3 separate regions of the Oryctolagus cuniculus genome follow, and all the other regions are linked to region 2. The links are chromatin contacts, called in public Hi-C maps. All regions are on one chromosome and are shown on one strand. The core of a region is the stretch at or near the end of the contact, and the rest is flanking DNA. Distances in the headings are between cores, read along the strand shown.

Evidence for each region. A called contact is a pair of places that touch in the nucleus more often than the background predicts.
Region 1: a Hi-C map of liver shows a contact between it and region 2, with 7 times the contacts expected there. The contact joins the enhancer-like site here to the promoter of LOC100343432 in region 2. A contact is called at or near these places in 5 of 6 Hi-C or Micro-C datasets (ear pinna, embryonic fibroblasts, liver and 2 more).
Region 3: a contact with region 2 is called in a Hi-C map of an unstated tissue, with 5 times the contacts expected there. The contact joins the promoter of LOC100344458 here to the promoter of LOC100343432 in region 2. A contact is called at or near these places in 2 of 6 Hi-C or Micro-C datasets (ear pinna and an unstated tissue).

The regions. Positions count from the first base shown.
Region 1 is chr2:17,549,504-17,554,131 of mOryCun1.1, reverse strand. The region is part of intron 16 of ADGRA3 (adhesion G protein-coupled receptor A3); the gene reads left to right. Among named protein-coding and RNA genes, the nearest start is that of ADGRA3, 130 kb to the left of the region's middle. Within about 2 kb of position 1,866, at least 1 of the 8 cell types and tissues checked has an H3K27ac peak or open chromatin away from gene starts, as enhancers often do. A contact at or near this core is called in ear pinna, where this site is marked.
Region 2 is chr2:16,958,647-16,963,644 of mOryCun1.1, reverse strand. It overlaps LOC100343432 (small integral membrane protein 10-like protein 1), which reads left to right and starts at 3,324. Exons shown (of 1, transcript XM_008249396.4): 1 at 3,324-4,710. The coding sequence starts at 3,459. The coding sequence ends at 3,668. All of the region lies in intron 1 of KCNIP4 (potassium voltage-gated channel interacting protein 4), which reads left to right.
Region 3 is chr2:17,821,730-17,826,520 of mOryCun1.1, reverse strand. LOC100344458 (cytosolic beta-glucosidase) reads right to left here and starts at 1,603. Exons shown (of 5, transcript XM_002709257.5): 1 at 1,364-1,603. The coding sequence starts at 1,421.

The sequences.
Region 1 (4,628 bases), core at 617-3,116, 590 kb before region 2:
GATTCACCTGTGTTTATACAGAGTCCAGGACAGGGGTTAGCCAGAGTAGGAGTTCAGCAAACAGTTACTGGATACTGGTTACTGCAAACAGATTCCTCCAGCCTGGGGTTGTGCCAAGCGAATCGTCTGTTAGCACAGTACCTGGCACACACTCATAATAGTTATAGTCACAGTTTTATGTAAAGATACTCATTGGCTGAATGAAGCAGACCCAAATTTATTTCACTAAGGAAGTGAGTTGAACGAGGCCATTGTGTTTTTTTTTTCTTTTTTAAGATTTATTTTATTTATTTGAAAGAGTTTCAGAGAGAGGTAGAGACAGAGAGAGAGTCTTCCATCAACTGGTTCACTCCCCAGGTGGCCGCAACAGCCTGGAGCTGCGCCAACCCGAAACGAGGAGCCAGGAGCTTCTTCCGGGTCTCCCATGTTGGTGCAGGGGCCCAAGGACTTGAGCCATCTTCTACTGCTATCCCAGGCCATCACAGAGAGCTATATTGGAAGTGGAGCAATTGGGACTAGAATCGGCACCCATATGGGATGCCGGCACTTCAGGCCAGGGCTTTTACCCGCTATACCACAGCACCAGCCCCTGGAACGAGGTCATTGTAAAAATGGCTGCTTTCCATCGTCCCGGATGCTGTTGTGCACACTTTCTGAAAGGAAAGGAGAGGAACTGCCCTGCCTTTTTAGGGTCTCTAGAAAAATGTTCATGTTAAAAGTTTAAGAATGGGGGCCGGTGTTGTGGCGCAGAGGGTTAACGCCCTGGCCTGAGGCGCCAGCATCCCATATGGGCGCCGGTTCTAGTCCTGGCTGCTCCTCTTCCGATCCAGTTTCCTTCTATGGCCTAGGAAAGCAGTAGAAGATGGCCCACGTCCGTGAGCCCTTGCACCTGTGTGGGAGACCCAGAGGAAGCTCCTGGCTCCTGGCTTCGGATCGACACAGCTCCAGCTGTTGCGGCCAACTGGGGAGTGAACCAGCGGATGGAAGACCTCTCTCTCTGTCTCTCTCTCTTCCTCTCCTCTCTCTGTGTAACGCTGACTTTCAAATGAATAAATTAATTAAAAAATAGTTTACAAATGATGAAGGCAAGGCACATCTCCAGATGGACATTTGCGTGTAGTCTTCCTTGTGTTTCTTGTGTTTAAGACTTCCTCTGCTGCTTTTATGAAAGACGTAGCATAATGATGCTTCTGTTTCTGACTCAGTAGTTGCTTTGCGATTGTGAAACTTAATTCCTCTAATAGCCAGCCAAGCAGAGGGGGTGGTGGAGTAAAAAGAAAAGGAGTGGCTGAGGATTCCAGGTTCTATCAGGTGAGTTCTGATTCCACCTCTGCTTAAACAGCTTGTATTGTTAGTCACCTCACTTCAGAGGGCAGAATGTTAATAAATTACTGGGCTGGACTGCTCAGTTAAATGATTGTAAAGTTTCTTCTGAATGGAAAACTGAACCCTACTGTGTACATGTTTTTCCATTTGCAGCTTTGTATCTGCACATAATTCATATCATTTGGTCTTTCTTTGAAATCTTTTTGTTTTATTTGAAAGGCAGAGAGAGAGAGAAGGCAGAGAACTTTTCCTTCCACTGGTTCACTCTTTAAATATTTGCAGCAGGCAGGAGTGGGCCAGAGTGAGGCCAGGAGTCTGGGATTCAACCCAGGTATACCCTGTGGGTAACAGGGACCCAAGTACTTCTACCAACATCTGTCTTTGTCTAGGGTGTACATTATCAGGAAGGTGGATCAGAAGTAGATGAGCCAGGACTCAAACCCAGGAATAGGTGCCCCAAGCAGTGTTTTAACTACCATGCCAAATGCCTGCCTGTGTTTTGTCTTTCTTGCTTGCCTTTTAGAGCCTTTTAGAGCCCAGTTGTTTTACCAACAGTGTGATTGGGTCCTGATAGTTTCTTCCCCACAGTGATTGGCTGAGGTTATTTAAGACCCCATAGCCAGGTACTTCCCACTTTGCCTGACTGGCCAGTTCCAGGTGGTGCCTTTGGTGCGTTCTGTGGTCTCCCACTCTGCTTTGCAGGTGGGAGAGCTGCAGGAGAACTAAGAAGCCAAATGACAGAACACAGGGACCAGCAGCTCAGGGTTGAGGATCTCTTCTACGTAGTGTGTGACTAAAGCACTGTTTGGGCATTAATTTTCTGGTCCTAGTTTCCTTAGCTGTGCTTTGAAGGGATTCAGCTGGGTGTTACTTTAGTTACCTCATTGCTGTGCCATTCCATGAATCACTCTATAAACCGTGCTGGCAGCTACATCTCTATCTGCTCCTAGACGACTGCTGTTAATGGCATGTGGGTGGCGTTGGGGAAAGTCTAATTAGTGAATCGTAAAAGCCTTCTACTTGCCAACCACTGCCAATGTGTGATCTTCACTCACACTAACCTAGGAGGTGCCTTTTCTTCCTGTAGTTTGTAAATACATAAGCTTAGCCACAGGAATTTGGGTAACTTTCCCACAAACACTAGGGCTGTTAGGTGGCAGGATTGGGGTTGAAATACTCGTCTTTTGGACTTGGGGTGCCCCTTGCTCTCAATCCTGTGCTTTCCCATTTAGTGGGAGCTGGCACACAATGGTAGAAAATGGCTTGGCAGCCACCAGGCTTGAGTGGAGTCATAGCCCTCTGAGAGGTAATTTCACTTCTCAGCCTCAGCCTCAGACTCTGTGGGTCTCCAGATTAGTAACACCGAGTGAATGGTAATGTCAGGGTGGTAGTGTTAAATCACATACAGAAAAATGTTTTTGGACACCCATAGGAATTCATTAGTAGAAGCTACTGCTAGCGGAATTTTTATATATTATATATGATTATATTTATCACAAAAGTCCATTTTATGCCCCTTCCGCAGTTTTGGAAATTGGTGACGTGTGGTAAAGTGGCGTTTGTAAGTAATAATCTGTTGAATTTAATTAGCTGTGTATATGCCCTACAGATTAGATTATCTGTTTCCCAATTGTATAGAGTTTCCATGTGGATCTTCGAGGTTTTTTTGGAAGAAAATATGACAGTGAGGCTGGGTTTCACTCCCAAGTGTCAGATAGAGAGAAGCAGTACATCCCAGAAGACAGGACACCCGCTCTTCTGGGTCTCAGTTCCTCTGTTTTTCTGGTGCTTGTACGATATTTAGTGATTCACTTGTGTGGCCCAGTTTGTAGATGTCAGCCCAATCGTTGACTTTCTCAGTGGGCAATAATCTTTTAACTGGAATGCTTCAGTATCTGTAAGAGTGGACTCTAATCTGGAAACTTAGAAATGCCATAGGAGATGCTATAGAGCCTAAAGATTAAGTTTTTACCTTTAGAAAAATCTATCTTGCACCTCCCATGTTGAAAATATTTTAAACTGTATTTTTAACGTCCATATTTTCAAACTGTGTCTCATTCTGTTGACCTTTATGTCAGAAAACTCCAGCAGTTAAATAGCACAGCCTTCCTATCTTAAGTCCCTATCAATGATGTGTCTTGAATTTATTGCTTTCTGAGCACCAAATTCATTTATACTATTTTTATGCACGGTATTTGCTATGACTTTAGATAGCTCAAAGGGTTATTTTATGCTTTTTGTTCCAGTTCTCTCTGTAAATTTTACTTTCACAGTGCAGTCAGCAAAACTACTAGGAACCAAAGAGGCACTTTGCTCTTTAAGAAGAAAACTTCTGACTTCTCTAGTTTGGCCAAGCTTGATCCTGCCTCCCAGCTGCCCCTCAGTTACTGCGCGACATAGCCTGGATGGTGACTACCTTGGGTTTTGATCCTGTGAAAATAAGACTTGATACATAATAAAGAATTACTATATTCATGACACCTATTTTTCTTTTTAAGACTTATATTTTGAAAGAGTTAAACAGAGAGAAATCTTCCATCCATCCACTGGTTCACTCCCCTAATGGCCTCAACAGCAGGCCAAAGCCAGGAGCTGGCAGCTTCATCTGGGTCTTCACATGGGTGCCAGGGGCCCACATACTTGGGGCATTTTCTGATGCTTTTCCAAGGCCATTAGCAGTGAGCTGAATTGGAAGTGGAACAGCCAGGATCTGAACCGGCGCTCATATGGGATGCTAGCATCACAGGTGGTGGTGGCTTTACATGCTACACCACAACACCAGCCCAGTATTTTTCTTAAATTTTGGGCCATCGCTGTGGTTTAGCAGGTAAAGCTGCTGCCTGCAGTGCTGACATCCCATAAGAGTGCTGGTTCGAATCCCAGCTGCTCCACTTCCGATCCAGCTCTCTGCTGTGGCCTGGGAAAGCAGTGGAAGATGGTCCAAGTATTTGGGCCCCTGCATCCATGTGGGAGACCCCAAAAAAGTTCCTGACTTCTGATCGGCCTAGTTCCGGCCAGTGTGGCTGTTTGGGGAATGAGCCAGTGGATGGAAGACTTCTCTCTCTCTCTTTCTCTGCCTCTGTGTTCTTCTGCCTTTAAATAATTAAATAAATCTTTAAAAAAAATTGATTTCAAAGCTTTCTTTTCCACTATCCAGTCTTCATCTAGAACTGCATTGTCAATTGGAGTTCTTCAAACAAATCATAGGATAAACGTGCTCCTTAAATCATCCACCAGGGAATAATCTTAATTGGTACAATTATCTACCTAAATTACAATCACACTCTATGAGCACTTACTGT
Region 2 (4,998 bases), core at 2,075-4,574:
CTCTGGTTCACTCCGCAAATGGCTGCAACAGCCGGCTTTGGGCCAGGCCAAAGGCAGGAACTTCATCTAGGTCTCATATAAGGGTGCAGGAGTCCAAGCAGTTGGGCCATCTTCCACTGCTTTCCCAGGAACATTAGCAGGGAGCTGGACTGGAAATAGAGTAGCTGGACTTGAACTTGTGCACTCATGTGGAACCTGGCATTGCAGGTGGTGGCTTAAGCTGTTAATGCCGCAGCACCAGCCCAGTTGACACACTTTGATCCAGGCAAAGGACAGACAACTCATGTAGCCTTCTTGGTACTAATGGGGAAAGATTTTACTGACAACTGAGATGCTTTGAAATGAACATAGAACTTTGAAAATAGAGATACAACCCATTTTTATAGAGGAAGTTAACACATTTTTAGTATTTATTCTTCCTTCTAATGCTGACCAATTGTTTGACTGTTCCTTGCCACTGCAGCTGGAATGAGATCTTTTGGGGATGGATTTGCTAACAGCTGGTGCAGCTTTTGTTCTGAACTGGGGTGGCACACATGACACTTTATTTGTAAATTTAAAAACAGAAAGGGGACAGGCATTTGTCCTAGAGGTTAAGATACCAGAAAGGATGGCTGTACCCCACTCTGGAGAATCCGAGTTGACTTCCCAGCTCTGATTCCCAATTGCAGTTTCCTGCTAATATGCAACCAAAGGAGGCAACAGGATGCGTCAAGTAATTGTGTTCCTGCCACCCACACGTGAGACCTGAATTGGGATACCAACATTAACCCGACTCAGCATTGGCCATTCCGGGCGTTTGGAGAGTAAACCAGCAGTTAGGAGCTCTCTATCTCTTTCTATCTAATAGTTTTTAGAAATAAAGGTAATGATTTATTGAAATTATTGCTATAATCCCTAAACTTCTGTTGTGTTGTACTTTTGCCTTGAGTGGTATGATCACCATGGCAAGTGGTGAAGAGTTTCTGTATCTCTTGTTACGGTTGAGGGAGTTGATGTTAGCTGAAGTATGGGGTACGATTATCCTATTCCCAATTCATAGATCAGAGCCTTTGTGTGTGATGTTCCCTAACTGCTTGTGACTCTGAACTCAAGTCAAAACCAGGGGGTCCATGATCTTAGAACATTGCTGCTGTCAGACTATTTTTCTTCCTTATCTCTTCTCATTCATTGTTTCCATGGGTGTTTGCTAAGCCTAGTAAACATTTGTTGGATGATAGCAACAGGAAGACAAAATATGGCATGTTCATTAGCCTTGAAGGAGGCAGGAGAGGAAGAAGTCAGGAAAGAAGGAAGGAACAGAGACTTACATTTTAATGAACACCTGCTAGGAAGCAGATGGTGACTAGCATTGCTTACACACGAACTCGTTTTATCCTCATAAGAACTTACGAGTTAGGCATTGTAATCCTTTTGTTCAGATGGGGAAGTTAGAATGGTTAGGTTTGAGACTCAAAAGAATCACTTATTTGCTACCAAATAATGTCATGCCCTAGCCTTCCACACAAGTTTAGTTTGGGCTTGTTGAGTACAAGTCAAAGAATCCCAGTTCCAACTGGTTTCGGTTTTTAAAAGAGACAAGGCATTATCATGTCCTACAAGGAGAAATTCCAGGATAAAAATAGCTTCAGGGCTCCTGTCACTCTTGAAAAAACTGCTCAGCTTTGCTTTCTTGGTTGGGCTTCATTTCTCCTGCAGAGGAGTTCCTCCATGTGCTAAGTGGGAGAGGAGCATGGTGACAGGCAGTTGTCACTTATATAATCTCAATTTTGCAAACCGAGGAGAAAATGAGGATGCCAGAAAACTTTGACGTCTCTCATTCTAGAACAAACTTTACTATCCAACCTCCATGTTGAACTCAGCCGTGGCGTTTGACTTGCTTTTACTCAAGAGGTAAAGTGCATCTTTTATGGGAAGCATATGTAAGAATGAGTGTGTGATTTGCCCTGCTGTTTTCCTCCTGCCTCTGGTATCCTAGAAACACATGGCTGATAGAACATTATGTTCTCAGGGTCCCTGAGTCTCCACAGTGACCAAGATGTATGTTAACTCATGACAAAATTATACTCTGTTATGTTCAGCTGCGGAGATTTTTAAGGTTGGTTGTTAACCACAGTGTAAGTTAGCCTCCTTTGGCTAGTTAGACCAGGGAAAGATACTGGTCTGTCTGGCTCAGGTGTGATGCCAGTCTTTTCCTGCCTTTCAAGTTTAGTCATATAGGCAGTATCCACTGATTCAGGATACTAGCCCTTTGGTTAGATTTGCATACTGTGGTGGGCATGCCTGTCCCTGAACATCATTGAGTAGGGGAGGGATATATCTAAATCAAAATAATATTATCCAGGCAAATGTCTACCAAAAAGAGAAACTCTCAATTCTGTAATTGTCACCGTACATATTTGATTACCAGCATACTCACACACTTGTATTTGGGGTTATTGGATCAGTATTTGCTTCCTTGCCCTCAATCTCAGCATCAGGAGAGCAGGTATTTGATTGTATGTCCAGTGCTTAGCACACTGCCTGCAGAGACCCAATGTCCAGTGTTTAATGAATAAGCACATAAATAAAAAGTAATGGTGAAGAGAAATGTACAACTTTTAAGAAGATTTTAAAGTACATGTCCTGGTCAGTATGGTGTGAAATATTGTGATGTGAAGGCAAGAGAATTATGAATTAAGAGATTGGCTATTTTTGAGTCCTAAAGATCACATCTTGACTGTGCTGTGTGCTAGGACTATGTGCAGATTAACCATTTAGAGTCTTAATTTCTCATCTCTGAAACTAGAGTAGTAACACTTTTATAGAATTTTATGAAAGATAAGTGACAAAGAGGATTGAGAGCACTTAGTGTAGTAGAAGCAGCACACTTAACTCCTCCTGCTGGCATAAATGAGAAGGCATCTAATGCTGGTAGGAGGGATTAGGCTTTGGAGAGGAGAAAGTATTCCCATTCAAATTGGTTGGACAAACTGGAATGAGAGCAGTAGAGGCGAGTATAGATCAAAAATGAACTGATTTTCAAATGTGTGAGGTGGAATTAGCAAGCATTTCCTGATGGGGTGATAAAATTAGTACTGAGGTAAGGTTTGACCTCTGGAGATGAATTATCTGTAAAGAGGATGAAATCTTGTGGAGTAAGTAGATGTAGGGGTGTGTGTGTGTGTGTGTGTGCGCGCGTGAGTATACACAGAACATATGAGCTAGCGATTATTTATATGTAACCTCCAAGTTATTTATACATGAATACATAGCTGTACTTGAGGATAAAGGCTTTCAAATTTCTGAGGCCAGAAGCATTATTCCAAGAAAGTCAGTGTTGGTCGGGCGGCGGCAGGCGCAGGGCCAACTCAGCGGACGCTTCGTCCCAACCTCCCGCTGCTGTCCGTCGCTGGAGGCCCCGCGGAGCCTGCGGAGGTCCTCGGCTCCAAGCGCTGGGCAGACAGCGACCCGAGTCCATGGCCCCCGCGACGGCGGCTCCGTCTTCCTTGGCCGTCAGGGCCTCCAGCCCAGCCGCGGTACCCAGCTCCTACGGGGCTTTATGCAAGGGGCTCTCGCGCACACTCCTCGCCTTCTTCGAACTGGCCTGGCAGCTGCGCATGAACTTCCCCTACTTCTACGTCGCGGGCTCAGTGATCCTCAACATCCGCTTGCAGGTACACATTTAACGTTTGGATTAACTTGCCGGCCCCCGAGGCCAACATGGTGGCCGACTCCCGGGAGGCCTTGCGGCGTGGCGCAGCACCCGGCGAGGAGCTTCGCGGTCTGGCGATAGTGCCTGGGCTCTGCCCGCGCCTGCGCTCTTCGCTCCTAGCCGACCTTCTTGGGCGGGACAGAATGCCGGCCGCGATTGAAGTGCGCGGTTCCGGCAACCGAGACTATCACGTTAAGACCCACGAACTCACCTAAGAAGCTTTGCGCCCTGAAAGCCTACTCTGAACGGATGTAAGGACCTGACCAAGGGCATAGCGTGCATTCAGGAAAAAAACTGAAAAGTAAACTGGGATAACGTTGGATTGGATTGTAAGCAAGACTTGAATAAATAAGAAGCTGAAGTTATTCAAGATAGGTGGAAGACATCCGTTTCTTCACGGGAGGAGAAAATGACAGTCATCGATTTTCAGTGGGGAAAAGCGTCGCACACCAAACGCAAACGTCCGCAGGATTTTGAAGAAATAGAGTTTAAGAAAATGAATCTTACAAGTGCCCAGTGAGCAGCCTGTGGACCCCCAGCAGAAAAAGAAGCAATCCACTTGCTCTGGACACTTGGCTGTTCCCTGAACAACATTCGAATCGTCATCATCATGCTCTCTGTGGCTTTCCTCTTTTAAAGGGATATTTAAGTTATGGTTACAAAGTAAATGCAAATGTTTTTCAGCTCTTGATGCAAAACTAGAGTTTATAAGGGAGAATATGAAGTGGGGAGGAAGGTTTCTGGATTAGCTGTAGTGCTTATAAAACAGGAGCTGGACAGACACCGTGGGTTGTTGACAGGAGCAGAGGTGTTCCTTAGGGGACAGCTGTCAAGTTCCTAATATATATACTAAAGTTCCTAATATATATACTATATATCCTAAAGAGGATCGGTGACGGAGAAGGCTTGAAGTCAACAGAAAGGGACCAAAAATGGAGAGTTTGATGGGATGCCTCAAAAACAATAAAAAATTCTAGATTGACCAGTGTATTTGAAATAAACAAGATTTTTCTTATCTCAGAGAGTCTGATAAATTAGTGGCCTGCAGATTTTTCAAAATAAGAGAACAAAACAGGTAATTATGAACTGAACTCCAGGAAAAATAAAGGTTCAAAAAGTATGCAGCATACCTCAACTGTGATTAATACTAGCTGTGTAAAGTTAGCCAATATTATGTAAATACGGAATAATCATTTAACGAGTGATTTACAGACGTGAGGAGGCTGGGACAGGATGAAAGCTGGGTGTAATGAGGGAGCGTCAATCATGGTCTAATGTAGACTAGTCCATGAAAAGCAGGATAA
Region 3 (4,791 bases), core at 354-2,853, 860 kb before region 2:
CCTTCACATCTCTTAAGTCTTGGATGAACAGACACTAATTCACATGGATCCCCCTAGGTCATCCAACCTGGAGTGGCCACTTTCACTGATCCTTTACTGTCATTCTAACACGTACTATAAGAATTATTTCATTGATTGGTTAATTCGTTTTGGTTGGTGTATTAGATTTCCAGTAGAGCAGTAAGAAAGTACCATACCATAGATGGCCTAAACAACATAAAGTTCTATCACAGGCCATAAATCCAAACTCAAGGGGTCAGCAGAGCCCTGATCCCACCAAGACTCTAGTTGAAGTCCTGCCTTGCCTCTTCCTCACCTCTGATGCTGGCCATTAGTCTTTGGAGTTCATTGGCTTAAGGTGCATCCCTCCAATCTCTGCCTGCCATGGGACATTCTCCTTTTATGTATCTATCCGTGCTCAGATTCCCTTCTAATCAGGACACCAGTCACATAGGATTAAGGGCCTGCCCCAACCCAGGATAAATTTATTTCAGTTAATTCTATTTTTGAATGGCTAGTTCCCGCCTCCAGAACTGTAAGAGGGTACCTTTCTATTGTTTAAGCCTCTTAGTTGGTGATAAGTGGTTACAGCAGCCCTAGGAATCTACTACAAGGATCTCACTTAGCTTTGTTTAACCCCAGGTTTCACCACTTATTTAACCAAATATTTTCCTCCATGGTAACCTACTAACAATCCCTAAATCCTTAATAATTTACTTTTAGAAAACTAAATCCAATCTTCCCATTTTACATATGACAAAACTGAGACTGAGGAGAACAATGGAGGCCCCCCGGGGGAGGCCAAGGCCCAGGGCCCAGCCTCCACGTCATCCTGGGTGCTCTTTACTATCAGATACTGCTCCCCTTCACTGCACGGCTGCCCCTGCATGTGGGGAGACCTTTATGAGATTTGTCTCCATGCCTGCTAGGAAAAGAACAGGGCACTTTCCTCTGGTAATGAAGGGCTCCTTGAATCATTTCACCCAATATTTTTTTCAGCCACTAGGAGAAGCTGCTCTCCCTTTGAGGGGAGCTGGGTAAAATGTGCCCAAGAAACCAATTACAAACAAGCAGTTGCTCCAGTGTAAACTGATGTCTCCCGTAGCGTTAGACTGCTGGAAAATTCAGCAATAGCCTGAGCCTCACCTCCACCCTCCACTACCCCCATGCTCAAGGAAACAGACATGGGAACATGGGCTGGTCCTGTCTGAAAGGTGGACCATGTCATGGATGGTGTCCTGAGCTCTCCAGTCCCTTCCCTTCTTGTGGTCAGCCTCCTCCCACTACCGTCTTCCCCAGGCACCCAGCACCCACCAGAAGGGACCCAGTCCAGCCCTGGCGAAGGGGAGGGCACTTCTCCTACCTTCCACTTGATAAGCTGCAGTGGCAGCCCCCCATCCAAAGCCTGCAGGAAAAGCCATGGTTTCAGAAGCTGCCAAGTTGGAACCCTCAGCTAACACAGCCCCGTGCCCTTCAGCAAGAAGAGCCAGGCAATTGTGCGGACAATAAGTGATCTCTCAGGTGGCAGATATATATATGCAAACGAGATAGGAGCCAGATTAAAGGATCCCACTTGACTGGCCACAGCCTTGATAAGAATCCACACTTTGTACAAGGTGAACAATTGCACTTTGTTTCCCACTGCACTTTGATTAACAGAGTTGCTTAGTCAGCTTGGGTGCTAAGTTGATCTTTTCCCTGTTCCTGCAACACGTGGACTTTTACAAGGTTATATAATCCTACTAGCACGTTCTCTTGGTTAATTATTCCCAATATCTGACGCCTACCCTTAGAGATTACCATTTCAATTGCTTATTCTGATATTTATCCCCATGTTTTATAATAATGGGCTGATTTTGCTACATAAATTAGTTTTCAATTTCAGTAACTTTTGACTTCTGAGTATAGGGGTGGACAATCTAATTGTGCTCTCTCTCTCTTCTCCTTTCCTTACCTGCCTCAATCCACCCAACATCATCATGGCTTCTCTGTTTAAATAAACTCAATCTCTACATTACTTTGATTATGTGGTTCAAAGTTGAGCCATGTTGGACACCATGCTAACATGCAGTGTTTTATTTTCTCTACGATTAACCATCCACTCTTTATAGCTACTTAATCTTCTCTACACCCACACTAATTCACCACAAAACACTCCAACAGAAGCGTGAGTCTCTGAGCTGTTCTGACAGCTCTCTTCCCAGCTCCATTCTGCTCTGCGCAATATGAGGCCACACAGAGCTGTGGTCCGCCATGTCTTCTACAATCTTCTGAGAGCTGACTTCGCCTCTCTTCACTCTCACCTTGCTTGGCTCCCTCTGTCCCCCCACTCTTCCCAGGAAGCAAATCCTTGAACACCTCTCTGTTAAAGGGGCCTGAAATGCTGCAGTTCTGGGATTGCCTTGAGTCTAACCTCATGCTTCACATGAGGTGTGTTTACTCCAGCGTTTTATGATGGAAATGACCTTCTCTCGGAATTCCAAAGCCTTGGAGAAGTTAGTGAGGATCCAGGCACTAGCCTTCTGTATGTAAATTCTGCTCTCTTGGCCAGCCTGCCCTGGCCGCTCCCCACACTTTGAGTTCTGCAGTTCCACAGTCACACACCCTATCCTGAGACTTCCCATCGATTCTGCCAGGTCCCACAGGCACCGAGGGGCAACGCAGAACAGTACTGCACAATGTGGACAACTGGAAAAACTGCGTGAAGGGTCTATGGGAACGCTCTGTGCCTCTGCAACTATTCTAGGCATCTCATAGTACCCAAAACAGAAAGTTTATTTTTTTTTAAAAGTGCCCATGGAGAAAGGAGTTAGGCATAATCAAAGTGAGGAAGATGCTTTATTGAGCTCCCCAAGACTGCACTATATCCTCCTACACTGTGTCCTAACAGGAACACACAGTTTAGGAGACACAGATTGAAATCCTACTCTCTCCTGTTATCTTAACCCTGAAAAAAGAGGCTACCTATAGAAGGAAATAAGAGAAAACATTTCAGACATCAAAAGTACCTGCTTCCTGAAATAATATCAAAAACGCAGGTGAAACTATTAAATTTAGATGGACAGTCATTCAATTTTGAAGTAATCATAAATAGTAAAGGGTAAAAAAGGGAAATGTTTTCACTATGCAACACTAGATGGCAGTATTGCAATTTTTTAGGTTTACAAGCAGCTGTGTGGCTTGATGTTAAAATTGAGTTATCCCACCAATCATTTTCTGCTCGCTAACACCTGTGCTCTTCCAAAGACTTCTCCAGAAGGGACAATCCAACTTCTCAGGGATCCATGTTTTCTGAAGTCATTTTTTCCCAAAGAGCAGAATTTAATTGTTCTCTGATCAGATGCTAATAGATCATTCTCAGGTTTCGGGGCGTCAACGACCTCTTTATATTCTGCAACATAAGTGAGGCTACCAAGTAGATTTGTTTTTCTATAACTTAGGTGGTCTCTATTACCATTTATGCTTTAGAATATAAATCTGAACTTTTTTACACAATCTATATTTTTGGCTTCATTTAAGACTGCAATAAACAGCATGCTAGCCTATTTTATAAACATTTAATAATCCATTTTATAACCTATTAACCGCTGAATAAAAGACAAATATCAACTGAGAAGAGTGGTATTGTTTTACTTTTTAAGACCCATTCATGGCTGGAGCCGCAGCTCACTAGGCTAATCCTCCGCCTTGCGGTTCTAGTCCCGGTCGGGGCGCCAGATTCTGTCCCGGTTGCCCCTCTTCCAGGCCAGCTCTCTGCTGTGGCCCGGGAGTGCAGTGGAGGATGGCCCAAGTGCTTGGGTCCTGCACCCCATGGGAGACCAGGAGGAAGCACCCGGCTCCTGGCTTTGGGTCAGCGCGGTGTGCCGGCCACAGCGCACTGGCCGTGGTGGCCATTGGAGGGTGAACCAACGGCAAAGGAAGACCTTTCTCTCTGTCTCTCTCTCTCACTGTCCACTCTGCCTGTGAAAAATAAAAAAATAAAAGACTCATTTATTTATTTAAAAGTGTGATGGGGTGAGGGGAAGAACTTTCACCCACTGGTTTACGCCCTGAATGGCCGTAATGGGCCTGGACTGGGCCAGGCTGAAGTCAGGAGCCAGGAACTCCATCTGGGTCTCCCTCATGGGTGCCACAGTCCCAGGAACTTGGGCCATTCTCTGCTACATTGCCAGCTGCATTAGCAGGGAGCTGGATCGGAAGTGGAACAGTCAGGACTCAAATCACTGCCCTGATGTGGGATGCTGGCATCACAGGTGGTGCTTTAACCTGCCAAACCACAATGCTGGCCCCTTGTTTTACATGTCCACAAATCTCTTTCACACCTGCTGTAATAGGAGACAGCTGGATACTCATATCTGCTTCCTAGTGGGCTTGCTACCTCTGGAAAACCCCACTGTCCACTCATAGAAGAGCGAAAGATGGGAGTGAAAGCAGCAAATGGTGTCTGAGTATTATTACAAAGCCTCGTGGACCCCAGATGGGTCACCAGGACCTGCAGACGACAGCTCTCTTGGTGTTCTCTCTACCCTGTCCTGTTGCTTTCCCCCACTACCCAGAGCCCCTCTGTGTCCTTCTCACCTTTCAGAGAACTCATCACTACATTTCTTTATTTTCTTTATACAAACAAAATTCTAAGTTCACAGTCCCATCAAGACAGGCTGGGAATTTAATTTGTCATTATTTGGGTCCCCTCCACCCCAGTTTTGGGCCATTAAAAAAAAGATGTCCTTGGGGCTGGCGCTGTGGCACAGCAGGTTAATCCTCTGCTTCTGGCGCCAGAATCCCATATGG